Linked DNA regions of Mus musculus: regions 2 and 3 are each linked to region 1. The links are chromatin contacts, called in public Hi-C maps. All regions are on one chromosome and are shown on one strand. The core of a region is the stretch at or near the end of the contact, and the rest is flanking DNA. Distances in the headings are between cores, read along the strand shown.

Region 1 (2,545 bases), core at 27-2,526:
TTAGTATCATTTGATTAAAAATAACAATTGCTGTCATAAAGTCTTTTACAAAAAAACCCTGTTTTAGTCAGGGTTTCTATTCCTGGACAAAACATCATGACCAAGAAGCAAGTTGGGGAGGAAAGGGTTTATTCAACTTACACTTCCACATTGCTGTTCATCACTAAAGGAATTCGAGACTGGAACTCAAGCAGGTCAGGAAGTAGGAGCTGATGTAGAGGACATACATGGAGGGGTGTTTCTTACTGGCTTGCTTCCCCTGGCTTGCTCTGCCTTCTCTCTTATAGAACCAAGACTACCAGCCCAGAGATGGTCCCACCCACAAGGGGCCTTTCCCCCTTGATCACTAATTGAGAAAATGCCTTACAGTTGGATCTCATAGAGGCATTTCCTCTACTGAAGCTCCTTTCTCTGTGATAACTCCAGCTGTGTCAAGTTGACACAAAACTAGCCAGTACAAACACCAAACATCCCAATTCCCCTGATTCATTTATTTGGATTTTGGGGGTCTAAAGTTTAGATTTAACAAATCTTCTAATTCTGTATTGGCACATGGGCTGAGCTGATTCGAAGACTGGCAACCAGTTGAATGCCCTTCCAATTGAAACAAGTCAGGACTAACACTTGTAACCCCTGCTCCCCACAGACACTATGACATGCATTCCTCCAGGGACACATAGTCCTCTGCAGGCTGAGGATTTTGACTGCCGTGACAATCTCATAAGCATCCCTGAGAAAACACACTGTGCTTAATAATCAGGAGAAAAATACTAAGACACATTCTTTGCTGGCTATGGCTTACCTGCTGGCAGCTGACTCCTGTGTGCCACTGCCTAAAGTAACCCAAAGAGAGAGAACTAAATGAATATTACCACCTAAAGAAGGAAGCCACACGCATCTCAAGATATTTCCTTGAATATTAACAAACCGTACAAATGAATGAATGAATAATGAAAATAATGTAAAACATTTTTTTTCTTCTGCCTGAAAAAGTTCCAATAATAAAGTTTGGCTTCTGTTGAGAAAAGCATCTTAGTTTCCAACATAGTAAATGCCAAGAGGAACCGTTCAATTCTTAGAGTTGTAATATAGTTAAATAAGAAGCAGATAAATTGCATTAAAGCTCAGTTCTAGTTTCCCCCCATGCAGACAGAAACTCTGTGCTATGAAAGCTCCTTTTAGATTGGACGTAGGTAGTTTGAAAGATGCTTACCTCCTGCCTTAGAATGAGCTTAGATGCTCTGGCTTCTCCCCAGCTTCTGTTAGCTTGTCACTGTGTTGGGCGCAGCTGAGGCTCCCAGAGTTAGGTGTTCGGCCCCGCCCTCTGCACTACTGCTAAAACTCCAGTTCTGCCAAACTGATTCCGGTGATTAATAATTGACAAAAGGAAAACACTCTTACGCAAACTTATGTCCAACCGCAGGGCTTGCAGCGACTCCTTCCAGAAGAGAATGCGGGCTGCACCACTCCCCTCCCCCTTCACTCTAAGGTCCCAACTTCCTATGCGCTGATACTCAGTTCTGGGAGATTGGGTTGTTCTCGGAGGAATGCAGCCTAGTGACTTCTACATTTTAAAAATTCGGTTTGTTTGTTTTGTTTTTTCTGTAGCCTGTTCGCACTTCTTCAGAGATTAGCCTCTCAAGAGAGGGCGCCTTCTGCCTTACTGGGGGGAGCAGGGGTTCTGAGAGCTACGGAGGAGATCGAGGTGGCGCTGTCACCTCACCTCCGATTGCTGCAGTAAAACCGGGAGCCTAGGCAGAGATAGGAGGGGGGATGGGTGTTGCCCTCCCCCTCGCTTCAGCGGGGAGTTTCGACTCTACCAGAGGGGCACGTATTTTGGTGGTGGTGCAAATGATGATAGGGTGGGGATGGGGAAGAAAAGGAGGGAGGAGGGGAGGGGGAGATGGAGGAGGCAGCGGAGGCGACAGTAGATAAACCAGAGGTGCAAAGGTGAATACTGTAGGGCTTTAACCAATTCTCAGAGGATGCCTGTCAGCATACATCCGTCGCAGACTTGGATGAGGGGCGAAGAGGCCCGGGTCTACGCGGAGCAAGGCTGCAGTCTGAAACTCGGCTCCCGGCTGCAAAGTGAGCCCCGGGGTTGAGCCCAAGCAGCTGGTCAGCTCACCGGTTGTCAAAAGGCAAAGGAAGAAAACAAGCCACTTTGGCACTGACATCTAATTCTGACGCCTTGGAACCTGTAAAACAATCCCTCTCCCTCCCTGTACAGTCACCTTCCTCCAGGTAGCAGGGAGGTTAAGGTTGAAAACTACCCCCACCCTTCCCTGGTGGAAAGAGTAGGAGAACCGTGCCTAGAGAACTTGTGTGGGTTCACTCACAAGTGCAGGGAATTCTTTTGCAGACGAATGGCTGGAGGGCAAATTGGGAAAGGGGGCCGGCAGTCGGCGGGGTGCCGCAGAGACGCACAGAGCCGCTCTGGGGCTAGCGTGCCTTGCGCGCAGCATCTTCGCTGGAAACCCGCAGCCAGACCTTGATCGATCTCTTTCGTCTTCATCCTGGGCAATGCTTGCATTTGACTCTGTGG
Region 2 (2,545 bases), core at 16-2,515, 100 kb before region 1:
ATGGTGCAGGACACTAGAGCCTCAGGTAGTTCTAGATCCTCCCCGAGGTTCCAGACTCTTCATGATAACAAATCACACAGCCAGACGAGGTCACCAGGGCTCACCCAGAGCACCTTGGGAATCCCTTGGGGAGCCCTAGAATGAGGAGGCACACAGTTCAGCTGAGCTGCGCAAGTCATTAGTAGGCCCTAGGGGAAAGCTGCTCATAAGGCTGCTTGCTTCTCAGCACTGCCCCTCTGGTTCTGATGGGGCTTCTTTGGTGGATCTTGGACCTTTTGTGGTAGAAGGCAGCGATCAGCAGTTGGCTGGGAGAAGCACTAGGCTTTCTTTCTGAATCCAGGGCTGGCCATTAGTCTTAGTAATGAGGTCAGTTTTGTTCATTTTAAATGTCCCCAACCCTAAAACACTTCTGTTTCAGGCCCCAGTTCAACTGTCATTTTTTTCTATAGGTTCTCAATTTTAATAAAAAATTATGCTATGACATGCTGTCTGGGTGTCATAGCATTTTATGTGCATTGCTGATCAAACCCCACAAGCATCTAAATGTGTCTGCCTATAAGTTTTAAAGGAGCTATAAACTTACTAAGAGTAAAAGTTGCTTTCCTCTTCTGTGTGTGTGTGTGTGTGTGTGTGTGTGTGTGTGTGTGTGTGTGTGTGTGTGAGTGAGAGAGAGGGAGAGAGAGAGAGAGAGAGACAGGTCAACTTTAGGGTCACTTGTCAGGCGCCATTCATCTTGTGTTTTGAGATGGGCGTCTTTCATTGGCCTAGAGCCACTGAGTAGGCCAGGCTAGCTGGGCAGTAAGCACCAGAGATCTATTTGTCTGTCTTGTCTAGCACTGGCATTACAAACAAGTATCACCATCCCTGGGTTTATAAATTTGGGGTTCTGTGGATGGAACCCTGGTGGACTTGATGGACTAAACCCTCTCCCCAGCCCCATCAAAAGGAAGTGAAGTGTGACCTGTCCACCTATTCCTGGCCTTGCAAGCTTCCTATTATGAATAGAGTGACATGCTTATTAAACAGCAAGTTGAAGTCCAAAGACTGCTACTTTCCTAAGTCATTATTTCAACAAGTATCTTGAAAGCCCTAAGTATGAATAAGACACACCTATATCTTACCTTCACAGCGCTTACAGAACTCTCCACCTTCATACTCTGTTTCCTCCGTCCGTTTCACTGTTTCTGGTAAAGCAAATGTTGCCTCAGGTGATGGTGAGCTGAGCTGGAACCTTCGTTCTTGCTCGCTTGACAGATGCTGCTGCTGGCCTTGAGCAGCGAGCAGAAGGCACCTGCTCCTGCAACACTCAGCATGACTATAGTACACCTAATGCTCCCTGATAGCTGGGAACTGGAATGAGCCCAGCAGTGGCCTTGGGTATCTACCTAGTCACAGTTTGGGTGCTAGGAACATAGGTTGGATCTCCTGGAGTAAGTAAGTTCCCAGGGTAAGTCAGACCAAGGGTGAAGAAAGAGCATGGATATTTTTTAAAGCCCATGTTTATTTATTTCTGGTCCAATGGGATAGGAAATGAGGGACAGTTTTCAAAGTTCAGGCGGGGAGGGAGCTTAATGTTCTAAGGATGAAGCTAAAGCTTAGAAGAGGGAGAGGAACAGAGAGCGAGGGAGGGAGGGAGACACACACATGGATAGGATCTAGGCTGGAGGAGAGCGAGGTCAAGATAGGATCTTCATATGGCACTCACACTGGCCTGTAACTGGTGCTCCTCTGCCTCATGTAACTGGTGCTCCTCTGCCTCAGACTCCTGTGTGCTGGGATTGCAAGATGTGCCATCATGCCTAGCTCAGAGCTTGTTCTGTGAATTGCTCAGCTTGCTTATTAAAGATGCAGTGGTGTCTATTTCTGTGGATATTAACCCTTCTTTAAAAAAAAAAAAAAGTTTTCTTAAATGTATTCTTGCCTGGTAAGAACCTATAGCCTAGCTATGAGAGAGGAATCACATCTTTTTAAAAGAATAGAGTAAAGGGAACTTGACTCTAATTAGAAACTGGAAGACTTGAATGATGGCCTCTGAGGGAAGGGGTTGAGTCTGTGAAAGCTAAAAAGGTAGGCAGGCTGTGGGGGCTTTGCAACAGGCGGAGTTCAGAAATCTGTGTTCATCCTCAGCCAGCAATCTAGTGCACAGAACCTACAGGGAAGCTGACTGCAGCTTTATACTTAGTATTTTTTCCTTCTGCATATCTTAAACATAGTATTTATTGGGAAAATATTCCAGACTCATGTACTTGGACATGGGAAAGCTCATGGCTTCTCAGACCCTGCTATTTGGCAAGGGAGAGGTAGGCCAAATGGCTGCTGCACATGGATTGGCTTTGGGACTGGCTGGGCGAGCCTCCCAGTTCCACCTGCACTCTGACTCACTCTGTCTACCTTTGATACCCTTCCTGGGGCACGTTTTCTGTTCTGCTAGATTGCTCCTCACTGGCTGAGAAGATGCCCTCTCACCTTGGCCTGTGCAGGCATGTACCTCTCATTAATAATCAGGAGCCCTGCCTCCCCTGGTGCCTCTCCAGAATATGCACCT
Region 3 (2,545 bases), core at 15-2,514, 81 kb before region 1:
TCTGGCAGGCAGCAGGGATGGTAGAACTGGGATATGGGCACACAGTGCTCCCCGGGTATGTCTTACGGCAAAGAAACTCCGAAGGTTTTAACTAATGAGTAGGAAGAAGACTGCCAACAGCTTTGAGGAACGGGAGGGGGATGGACAGATGGCTCAGCAGGTAAGAGCACTGGCTGTTCTTCTAAAGGATTTGGGTTCAAATCCCAGTACCCACATGGCTCGCAACTGTCTGTAACTACAAGATCTGATACCTTCATACAAAAACATGCATGTAGGGCAAAACAGCAATAGACATTTGTGGCTGGAGAGATGGCTCAGTGGTTAAGAGTACCGACTGCTCTTCCAGAGGTCCTGAGTTAATTCCCAGAAACCACATGATGGCTCACCACTATCTGTAATGGGATCTGATGCCCTATTCTGGTGTGTCTGAAGACAGCGACAGTGCACTCATACACATAAAATAAATAAATAAATCTTTTAAAAACAAACAAACAAACAAACACAACAACAACAACAACAACAACAACAAAACTGGGAAGGGAGGGTAGAGAAGCGCAGCTTTATAGGAGATCTGATATGGTAGGAAACATTTCCAAAACCTGTTTAACTCACCTCTACTCAGAAATCGTGGGTGGTATGTCTGGATGTGGGCCGTGTGTACCGAATAAAAACAAACACCTTATCAAAGAAGGCAAATATCTCACTGATAGATAGAACCCCGATGACATGGCCACTTAAAAACCAGGCTCATCCTAAGTGAGCCAGGAGAAAACTCTGGTTAGTATGGCTAATAATGATGTCAAGGCTATCAATCACAGGTTAACTAGATTCAGTTGACATGTGAGTAGAGCTGCCTTTCATATTATTATTTATTAAGAGAAAAGTCAATATATTTTGCACAAATGTAACACTCATTTATGCAAAACTGGAAGCTAACAACAACAGCAATAATAATAAGCTGAAGCTCTAGGGGTGGTGTGGTAATATCTTGAGGTTTTATAGGCTGTGTGTGTGTGTGTGTGTGTGTGTGTGTGTGTGTGTGTGTATGTGATACACATACACACACACACACACATGAGAGCCACAGCCAGAGGTTGATATGGGTCTTCCTCAGTTATTCTTCACTTTAGTTTTGAGACTGGGTCCCACTGGCTAGATTGGCTGGTAAGTGGGCTGTAAGAATTCACCTGCTGCCTCCCTGTGCTGGGATTAGTATAAGATTGCCCCATCATGGTTGGGCCTAGCTTTGTATCTAATCTAAACCCATGCCATTAGGCTTGTGAGTCAACTGCTTAATTCCCTGAACCTCTATTTTGAGACTCTGACCCCCACCCCATAAATCTTTGCTTTTCTTCTGTATTTTCTCCCTTCTGTCTGTTCAAGCAGATCGTAGTTTTTGTTGTTGTTTTGCTTTCTTTCTTTCTTCCACGAGGTGATTTGTTGGGAGAAGAGTAAACTGAGCTGTACATCTTGGTGACCTTGAGAGCACTGGTAGGTGGGGTATGAGCCAGAAACCACATCAATAACATCAATAACATGTTGGCCAGAAACCCAAAGAGAAAAGAATCTTTTGCAATCAGAGAGATTGCCCAGAGCCAGAAGGAGGGGACAGAGCTCCAAAGTCGCAGAGCAGAGAGAAAACACTCCCTGAATCTTTCAACACCCATTGACTCCCTTTTCTACCAGGCTCTAAGTGCAGTGAACAAAGAGACAAAAATCCTCATGGAGACTGTGTCTTAGTGCCAGCACTTCTATGAAGAAAGACATCATTCTAATGCCACATGTATTTCTTCATAGTAACCACTTAAGGTGCTTCGTTTCTAATTCATGGCTGAAGAAAGTAAGTCCTAACCGTGCCATAACACTTTCTGATTTCACAGATAGGGGGTAGGAGAACGAGAGTCCACACCCAAGCAGTCTGATTACCTTTCTCTAAGTGCTGTGATACGCTCTGCTACATTTCTAGGTAGGGTTTTGGGAAGATTGAGATGGACACTGGAGGCAAGTGTATAGGCATACTCCCACCCACATGGACTAGGTGAGCAATAGACAGATCCTCAAGTTCCAGGGACCTCTCCCTGAGTTGATGTGTGGTCCTGGAAGCTATCTAGCCCTGAAAACTTCCATTGCCTAAGATCATGAGACCACAGACTCAATGAAAGGACAAAGCCTATGCTTGTGTCTCTGAAGCATGGAGTCTCAAAATAGAAATTAAGTTAAATTAGAGGAATAGGAATCATGAGGCAGGGAGACAGGGAGATGATGGCTTAGAAGTGAGTCTGCTGCTCAAGCCTGAGCTCCAACTTCTGGCTCCAAGCACCCACATAGATCGTCCAGCTCAGTGGTGTACGCTGGTGTCTAAAATTGCTGTGTCAAAGCACCATGACCAAGGCAACTCGTGGAAGAGTTTATCGGAGGCTTACAGTTCCAGAGGGAGAGTTCATAACCATCATGTCAGGAGCATGGCAGCAGGCAGGCAGGCAGGCAGGCATGGTGCTGGAGCAATGGCAGGCAGCTTACATCCTTTTCTTCAAGTAGGAAGCAG

What was found. A called contact is a pair of places that touch in the nucleus more often than the background predicts.
Region 2: a Hi-C map of cerebellar granule neurons shows a contact between it and region 1, with 2.4 times the contacts expected there. The contact joins the enhancer-like site here to the promoter of Sptssb in region 1. A contact is called at or near these places in 4 of 39 promoter capture datasets (cranial neural crest, embryonic stem cells and liver), 8 of 484 Hi-C or Micro-C datasets (the N1E-115 cell line, cerebellar granule neurons, cerebellum and 5 more), 9 of 115 datasets of contacts at active chromatin or transcription factors (embryonic forebrain, embryonic stem cells, forebrain and 4 more) and 2 of 9 other capture datasets (embryonic stem cells and pancreatic islet).
Region 3: a contact with region 1 is called in a Hi-C map of liver, with 1.8 times the contacts expected there. The contact joins the enhancer-like site here to the promoter of Sptssb in region 1. A contact is called at or near these places in 5 of 39 promoter capture datasets (embryonic stem cells, liver and stem cell-derived epiblast-like cells), 9 of 484 Hi-C or Micro-C datasets (cerebellar granule neurons, cerebellum, embryonic fibroblasts and 6 more), 8 of 115 datasets of contacts at active chromatin or transcription factors (embryonic forebrain, embryonic limb bud, embryonic midbrain and 3 more) and 2 of 9 other capture datasets (adipose tissue and embryonic stem cells).

Annotation. Positions count from the first base shown.
Region 1 is chr3:69,858,618-69,861,162 of GRCm38.p6, forward strand. It overlaps Sptssb (serine palmitoyltransferase, small subunit B), which reads right to left and starts at 1,277. Exons shown (of 3, transcript NM_133675.3): 1 at 1,214-1,277.
Region 2 is chr3:69,758,981-69,761,525 of GRCm38.p6, forward strand. No RefSeq gene overlaps it. Among named protein-coding and RNA genes, the nearest start is that of Nmd3, 38 kb to the left of the region's middle. Within about 2 kb of position 1,266, at least 7 of the 459 cell types and tissues checked have an H3K27ac peak or open chromatin away from gene starts, as enhancers often do. A contact at or near this core is called in cerebellar granule neurons, where this site is marked.
Region 3 is chr3:69,777,952-69,780,496 of GRCm38.p6, forward strand. No RefSeq gene overlaps it. Among named protein-coding and RNA genes, the nearest start is that of Nmd3, 57 kb to the left of the region's middle. Within about 2 kb of position 1,265, at least 3 of the 459 cell types and tissues checked have an H3K27ac peak or open chromatin away from gene starts, as enhancers often do. A contact at or near this core is called in liver, where this site is marked.